Linked DNA regions of Sus scrofa: region 1 is linked to region 2. Evidence: chromatin contacts called from public HiChIP or PLAC-seq data. All regions are on one chromosome and are shown on one strand. The core of a region is the stretch at or near the end of the contact, and the rest is flanking DNA. Distances in the headings are between cores, read along the strand shown.

Region 1 (4,062 bases), core at 1,025-3,524, 170 kb after region 2:
ATTACCCCAGGAACAGGGAGATGTAGGTAGTTTTAAATGTCCTTCTCTAGGCCAAAAACTGTGTTATTTGAAATTTTTGTTCTTAAAAAAAAAAATTATTTGACAAACCTGTCTTCTTTGTCAGACTTCTTTGACAGACCTAGTGTTCATTCCAACAGATTGTTTACTTTCAAAATATTTAAAACATAAAAAATATTTGCAATAGTCTCTACTCATTTGAATGAGTAGATATTAGTTAATTTTGCTTAATGAGAATGGCATTGCTGTTTTCTGGAGCTCCTGTTATTTATCACAATAGATCTTACATTAACTTCAGATAAATAGCAGCTGAAATAAGATTTTATATCACAATAATGATAAAAAGTTAGTATTTGAGTGATTCCTATGGGGCAGACATTTTGCTAAACGGCTCTATCTATTTTATCTTCTTTAATCCTCTAAACTGTGAAGTAGAGCCCTATTACTGTACCCATTTTATAGATTTTGAAAGCCTCAGAGAGGCCAAGCTGTCTAAAATCAATTGTGAACAATGGAGCAAGGATTTGAACTAGATCTCCACAACTCTACAGCACTCTTTTCAACCCTAAATTGCACCCCAAAAGTGAAATGTATACAATCTATTTTGCTGACAAAGGTGGTAGGGTTTGGGGCGAAGTGTAAATCACGTTTTTATTTAGCAATACCTTTCTAGGTACATTAGGATCCACAGTTTCCCAAGGCTCTGGATTTCTTTTTCGATCAATGCTAAAAGTTAAAGAAAACTGATTAAACATTAAAGTAAGTGAATGTAAACCAATTCTGATACTGGGTTTATAAATACTCTAAGGACAGACTCAGACTGCCTACTTAGGCATTCATAGTTAACTGAAATGAATGGAAAATTCCTTTAAAAACTTCATAGTTTGGCTCAAACATTAAGGATCAATTCCTTTACAGGGTAGAAGAGGTTTGTATTCCTTTATTGGGCTAGACTGGAGACTGTTCTCTTAAGCTGAAGAACAATGAGGGCGGAAGTACCAGGCTAAGAGCAAGCAAATATGCCCTTGCTCCAGTTTCTGGGAGAGGCAGGAGGGCTGGGTGTGAACCTGTAGGTGGTGAACCACCAGAGCCTGGCATGACCGGCCCTTTGGAGCCCTGCACCCAGTCAAGATCAGTTTCAAGTTTTTCTCTTCCTCATTTACAGGATACATGATAATTTACCTTACATCCAGGGCTGAGACTAGGTTCACTGTAGACAAATGAATCTATAAACATTACCACATTAGGAAAGGTCTTTCTAATACATTCAAAATTTTAAATGTCAGTAAAATTGTGATTTAAGTTTGATAATGTATATCCCAAAAAACCATCTAAGAACTTTAAATTTCAAAACTTAAATTTAAAATAACAAGGAACTTTCTTTTGCTACTGGAGGAGGAGGGCCAATGAATGAAAAGCTATTTATCTAACAAGGAACCAACTTATTTTATCAATAATATCATTTAATAATCTTCTGATATCTGGAGGCTTTCTGGCCCTGACTCCAAGTTCAAAATTCGATACTCTTATCCTAGAGGAAAAATCAGAAAACTGATACCATGCATTTTATAAACTCAAAGTCAATCTAACACGACTAAAAACGTTTTTATGAATAAAGAATGCCTACTTACATCACATCGGTTTTTCCAAGGGAATATATAGCAAAAGCCGAAGCTCCACTCGCTGCCGCGGTCATGAAAAACACCAAAGGAATAAGCTACAGAGAACAAAATATTCCGATGTCTCAATGTGAAACACTTGAAATACAACTGAATAGCTATACATCATTTTATGCTTTCTTCAAAATCTGCACCATCTGTTCATCTTTAAAAACTAGTATTTTCAGTCAAGATTTTCAATTGCTTTAAAAACTTACTTCCTTCTTTTTCCTCAGGAGTTGGAAAAAGCTCATGATGACTTCAGTGCAGAATGCCAAATCTAGAGGGGAAAAAAATCCAAGATATCCATCAAAACTCAGCTACTAGGGCTCAGCCTGGTGGGCGCCAAACCGGCCATCGTATCTCAAAGCCACCCTGGCGCAGGCACAGCAGCGCCTTCGCCCGAGGGCGGCTCACCTGAGGTACCGGGCTGGGCGGTGCACGCGGACGATGCTAACGCCCAGAACTGAACCCTGACCGCGGCCTCCGCGCCTTATATACTAACCACCGGGCTCCGGAAAGGCGGCCAGAGCGTTCAGGTCACGCGAGCCGGGCGGGGAGCCCGTAAGACCTGGCTCTCTTTCCCTCTCGCATCCGGCGACCGAGCCTTGCAGCCCGACGCGAGCGCCCTCTGCCGTCCACCGCTGTTCTTATCCGCCGCTCGGAGCGAGCCCGGGCTGGGCGCTGACCGGCTGGCGAGGGGCGGAAACTGAGGACAAGGGGCGCTCTAATGGCTAAGGCTAAGGTGAAAACCAGCCCCTCTTAAAAGAGGTCCGGAAAAGGAGCCGCAGAGCCTCCTTGGGAGGTTCCTAGGTGCCAGCAGGTAAACTGGAATTAATCCAGTCACATTAAAAGCTCCAAAATGTGATGTAGCGCACACATGGAGCTAATTACAATTAAATTGTGAAGTTCCTTTCAGAATAACTCCTCGTTGCCCTGATTTTTGAAATTTAAAAAAATCAGGAGGTGTGGGAGAAGAAACCAAAAAAATCAGTGGAGAGGTTTCCAAGAGATCTTAGAGACGACGCCATAGGCTGGCTTCATCTTCTCCCCTTAGCTAGCAGCCTAGCCTTGTTGCACAGAGCATAATAATTAAAGCAGGGTCTCTGTGCCAGACAGTGTTCCAGAATCTTCTCAACATTTTTGCAAGATACGTTATTTAGGCTCAGAGATGCTCTAGTGACATAGCCAGTAAGCAGTGGAGATGCAAGCAGAACCCAGGTAAGTCTGGCAATCATCACTGTTCTTACTGCACCCCGCTCTTAGCAACTGCAATTAAGAATGCAAGCTCAGTTATTTGAAAACAATTATTTTAAAACTGTTTGAAGTTCAAGCTATCAGTTAATGTGAAAATGGAAACATCTTAATGTTCTCTGAAAGGCCAGACTCAGCTCTGTTTCAAACCCATTTTAACTCTAATCATGGCCTTTACATTCAAAGGGACCTGACCTCAGAGCCCACCCCATCACACTTTTTTAGCTGACTGGCTTTCAGAATCTCAGTCTATGTATCTGTAAAATGGAGACAAACCTAGCTCAGGAAGGAGTTGGGAAAAAATGTCAGAATTTATGCAAAAGTGTAGCGTTCTGTCTTGCCTGTAGTTGGTATTCAATAAACAGTAATTATTATTAGCAAAGATTTTCTTTCTATAAGGCAGGTCATAAATATAACTTCTCCCCCAGTTACTCTTACTGTGTAACTTAAGCTATAACTGAAGACATTTGTTAATTAAAGAAAATTCAACTTTTTCCATGGTTTGTATTGAATAGAATGAGAGGCCTTGGAGTACCCTGGTGACTCAGCAGGCTTAGGATCCAGCAGTGTCACTGCTGTGGCATGGGTTTGATCCCTTGGCCCACAGAACTTCTGCATGCTGTGGGTGTAGCCAAGAAAAAAAAAATCAGTCAAGCCTTTTAATGCCCCTTCTGCAGAATTTCTAAAGCTTCTTTTGTCAGAAGGTTCTAAGAAAGCCTCATTTTGTTAATTAAATTTTTTTCCAGGGTTGAAAGAAAAGGAAATCTTAAGGAATACATCATGGCCCAGAGATTAAAATATGTAGCCCTTGCCTTGTAGTGACCTTAAACTCAGAGCCCTGCTTTATCAATGTCATTTCTTTTCCAAATGCAGTTTTACAGTAGTCTAGGCATTATTCTAGGAATAGGACATGGTAAATGAAAAAGATAATAAAACACAAGTCCTTTGCTTCATGTTTCTTACAATTTAGTATTCATTGGTAATATGATCTGGAATGATCTGGTGCCAAAGACACATGATTATTTCTGACTAAGGGGGTCTGAGAAATCTTACCAAAGGTGAAGATACTTATTTGAACATAGAAATAGACAAACCAACTGTAAAAAGACAGTTTGGGGGCAATTAGAGAAAA
Region 2 (3,816 bases), core at 973-3,472:
CACGATGGGAACTCCAAGCAATGTGCTCTAAACTTAACCATTCTTTACAAAGTTCTCTCTCATCTTTCTGCCCCAAGGTAGAAAGTAAATCACAGGGATAGCTGGCTGGATCTACTTTTCTTCTTCCTATCACCATCCATGTTTGTTGGATTATGTAGACTTTTAAGGCTGGGAATGAAGAAGCAACCAGCTGGCTTCAGGTCTAGTCTGGGCAGCTTCTAGCAGTTTGCACCTACTGCTCCTGTTTACCAAATATTCAGGGTCAGAGAGGAGTTATGTAGTAGGTAGTGGGGCAGGCAGGGAAAGGTGAAAAGAAAAGAGGAAAGAGTAACATGCATCTGTCCCCAGAACTGCCTCATCATGAGTCTGTCTCCACTCCCTGTAAGACATTTCCTGTGTTACATCACATCAGATTAGCAAGCCCAGACTCAGGCAAGATGGAGGAGAAACTGTTCTCCAAAGGAATTCTAATTTGCCATCAACACTCAGTTTCATTTTCTCTGGCAGAACACCAGCCACACAGACCCTCCACACAAATACACACACACACACACACACACACACACAGACCCACAGGCCCTGACTGATATTTCAAGCACTCCAACTCCAGATGTGTTTATACATTGTTCGGCCAGTAGGAAAAAGAAGCCCAAATTTTAAGCAGAGTCATTTTGCAAACGACCAGCTGTCTCCTGGATGAATTTGGGAGGTTTTTTTTAGATGTACTTTCAAGCAATCCTCTCCAATACACTTATTCATTCAAAAAGTATTTATTGAGTACATTCCATCTACCAAGAATGGAGACACAATGGTGATGGCTATAAACTTGGGGTCTAGGAAGAGAGAAAAACAAGTTCTAATAAATGGGATTTATTTCACCCTCTCTGTAGCAGATGCAGTGCTGGACACCTTAAATAAGTAGGAAGTCATGATTATCTCTACTGTACAATGAAGAAGTCAAGGTGGAAATAAGTCCAAAAGACAAGCTCATGCTGCTAGTCAATGGAAGTGTCAAGACCAGAAGCCATGTGACCTGACTTCCTGTGCACTACCCTTTCCACTTAACCATGAACTTGGGTGGAAAATAAAAATTCACATCTTTATTTTCATTAATCTCTAACTGAAATTTAGCACTTTCTTCAATTACATATACAGGCGACAACCCCAGGAATACTGACTGTGCCCACCACTTTTTCACAAAGAGAAATCACAGACATATTCTTATATTACAAGGATTTTCTAAATCTTGAAATCTTATGTTCATTATGACTTCGAAATTTCAGTAGCTATTAGATCCACTGCCGGATCTTGTTATTTAATGCATTCGTTTTGTTTTTTTTTTTAAGAACATATCATAAATATCATAAATTCTTTTAATATTGTGACAAGTTTTTTGGAACTGGTTTCCTTGATAATACTTTGCCTTTTGTTTTTTTACCTTTAAGAATATTGCCCTGAGAAAGGGTCCTTAGTCTTCCCCGAACTGTCCAAGGGATACAAGACACAAAAATTGGTCAGAAACCTACATTACAGCAATGGGCCGTACAGGCAAACCCGGAGGCTCTGCTCACTGTGTCTTTGAGTATGAAGCTAGTTTGGGATTTTTATAATTAAAAGAGAGAAACGAATGGGAAAGGAAAGGACCAGAGGACTCTTTCCACCAATTCCTGTTGGGCACGGCCCTAAATGCTCTCCTCTGTTGCTTCCAGCAGCAGCTGAAGCTGCCTCCTCCAGCGCTCCTCGGTCCCTTGAGCTCTGGCATTGGAGAAACGTGCCCCACTATGGGCAAAGGAGCAGACGTCACCTCCCACCCCACTGGGGCTGAGCGCTCACTTGCGACCCAGGAAACATGCTTAAGAACACAGTCAACAGGTGAAAGGTGCCAGAAATTCCCACACACTCTAGCAAAAAATCCCCATACACAAGCCAACAGATAACTTCAGTATTTAATCGCTCCTCACAGGTCCGGTCTCTCAGCGACCCCGAGGCCTGACACTGGGAAGGGGTCCCAAGACCCAGGTTCCAACAAGGGCGGCAAGAGCTGTGAATGCTGTGTGGGCAAGAAAAGTGTAAAGAGGGATGGAACAGTCCCAGCTGCTTGGACATATCTAGATAAACAACCGGCCTCAGAGCGATCTCTGTCCCCGCCTGGTCCCCCTCCCCTACGGGCCTGAGATCGGCCGAGGGGTATGCCTCTTACCCAAAGGCGCGCAGAGCCTCCGGCCACAGTGTTGGCGCAGCAAAACCTGCCGCTCCCCGCTGGGGCTTGCAGCCTCAGCTGGGGCACCACCCGCTCCCCGGGCGGAGGCTGGAGGCGGGGAGAGCGAGCCCCACCCCGCCCCGACCCCCCAGAAAGTTCCGGAAAGGTCCCGCCAGCGCCCCGCCCGGCGCCGCAGTCCCAGCACCAAGGCCAAGTTCAGACTGCACCCAGGCTTATGAGCACGCACGGGGGACAGCCAGGGACGTGGGTCCAGCGGGCCGGGGCTCCGCCGGCGAGGCAGACTCGCCCCTACCCCCAGCGCACCCTGGAGTGTGGCTGGGCGCCCTAGGCACAGAGTGGGCACGGAGGGCACCTATCGCTCTCCCCCATCTGGGTGCCTACTCTGTTGCGTAACTGGGAGGGACAAAGGTGAAGGCGGGGCTGTGGGCAGAGGCCCGGCGGTTGGCGTCTTCTGGTCCTCCAGTGGGCCCTGTGCTTCTCATCTGGTTCCAAACATTGTCCAGAGAGACAGCTGTTCCCATGCACATTTCTCAGCTAAGGCAACCGAGGCTCAGAGAAGCCCCAAAACTTCACCTTATTAAGCGTTGGAGCAGCGCTTTTCCCTCAGGGGTGGAGGCTAAGGTCAGCTGGCTTTCACCCGCTCGCCTCCAAACCATGTTCAATCATACTTTCATGCTAGATGTTTTCAACTGGCTGCTCTAAGTAGGTGAGAAGTGTAGGTGAGTGGTTTTCCACCACATCAGATCTAGAGAACATTTTCATAGCATGCATTGGGTGTCCAGAAGTCTTGCTGCAATTTTAAGCTTTAATAACTTTAGATGTGAGTTACAAACTTTCCTTTAAAAAGTCCCCTGAAAATATAACTACTTACATTTGTTTTACATTTATTTCATTTTGCAATTTTTGAAGAACTAGTTTTTTGAATTTTTTGTTTCAGTCAACTTTTTTCTATACTTTTTTTTTTTCTTTTTAAAGAGGAACACTAGCAAACCAAAAATTATTGAGGTAACCACAAAGAGACGGTTGCCTCAGGAAAGCAACCTAATAAAGTTGTTAACAATTTCTGAGCTCCTCCCCCTGGCTTGCTTGCTTTCTTTTTTTTTTTTTTTTTTTTCAGGTTTATTTTTTATTGAAGTAACTTTGGTTTATAACATTTTATATTCCATTTCTACTTCTTTATACCCTACAGCATGCTTACAAGCAAATACTTAATTTCCATCCCTCACCCTACAGTTGATCCCCTTTACTCATTTCATCCTTCCCCTCCCCCGCTCCCCTCTGGTAACCACTATTCTTTTCTCTGCACTTCAGTGTTTTTGTTTAATTTGTTTGATTATTTTGTTTGCGTTTTATATCCCACATACAAGTGAAGTCATACAGTATTTGTCTTCCTCCATCTGAATTAATGCACTTAGCATAATACCGTCAAGATCCATCCATGTTGTCACAAATGGCAAGGTTTCATCCTTTTTTATGTCTGAGTAGTATTTCGTGTATATATATATACATATATATATATACACATACATACTATATATGTAATGAATATACACACACATATATATATGTATCCCACATCTTTATCCATTCATCCA

The links. HiChIP or PLAC-seq counts read pairs in DNA pulled down with a chosen protein or histone mark.
Region 1: an H3K27ac HiChIP or PLAC-seq map of alveolar macrophages shows a contact between it and region 2. The contact joins the promoter of C1H15orf48 here to the promoter of SQOR in region 2. A contact is called at or near these places in 2 of 5 promoter capture datasets (fetal skeletal muscle and liver) and 2 of 2 datasets of contacts at active chromatin or transcription factors (alveolar macrophages and skeletal muscle).

The regions. Positions count from the first base shown.
Region 1 is chr1:126,305,677-126,309,738 of Sscrofa11.1, forward strand. It overlaps C1H15orf48 (normal mucosa of esophagus-specific gene 1 protein), which reads right to left and starts at 2,275. Exons shown (of 5, transcript XM_001925677.7): 1 at 2,182-2,275; 2 at 1,895-1,956; 3 at 1,650-1,735; 4 at 684-744. The coding sequence starts at 1,930.
Region 2 is chr1:126,134,805-126,138,620 of Sscrofa11.1, forward strand. SQOR (sulfide quinone oxidoreductase) reads right to left here and starts at 2,223. Exons shown (of 11, transcript NM_001244238.1): 1 at 2,201-2,223.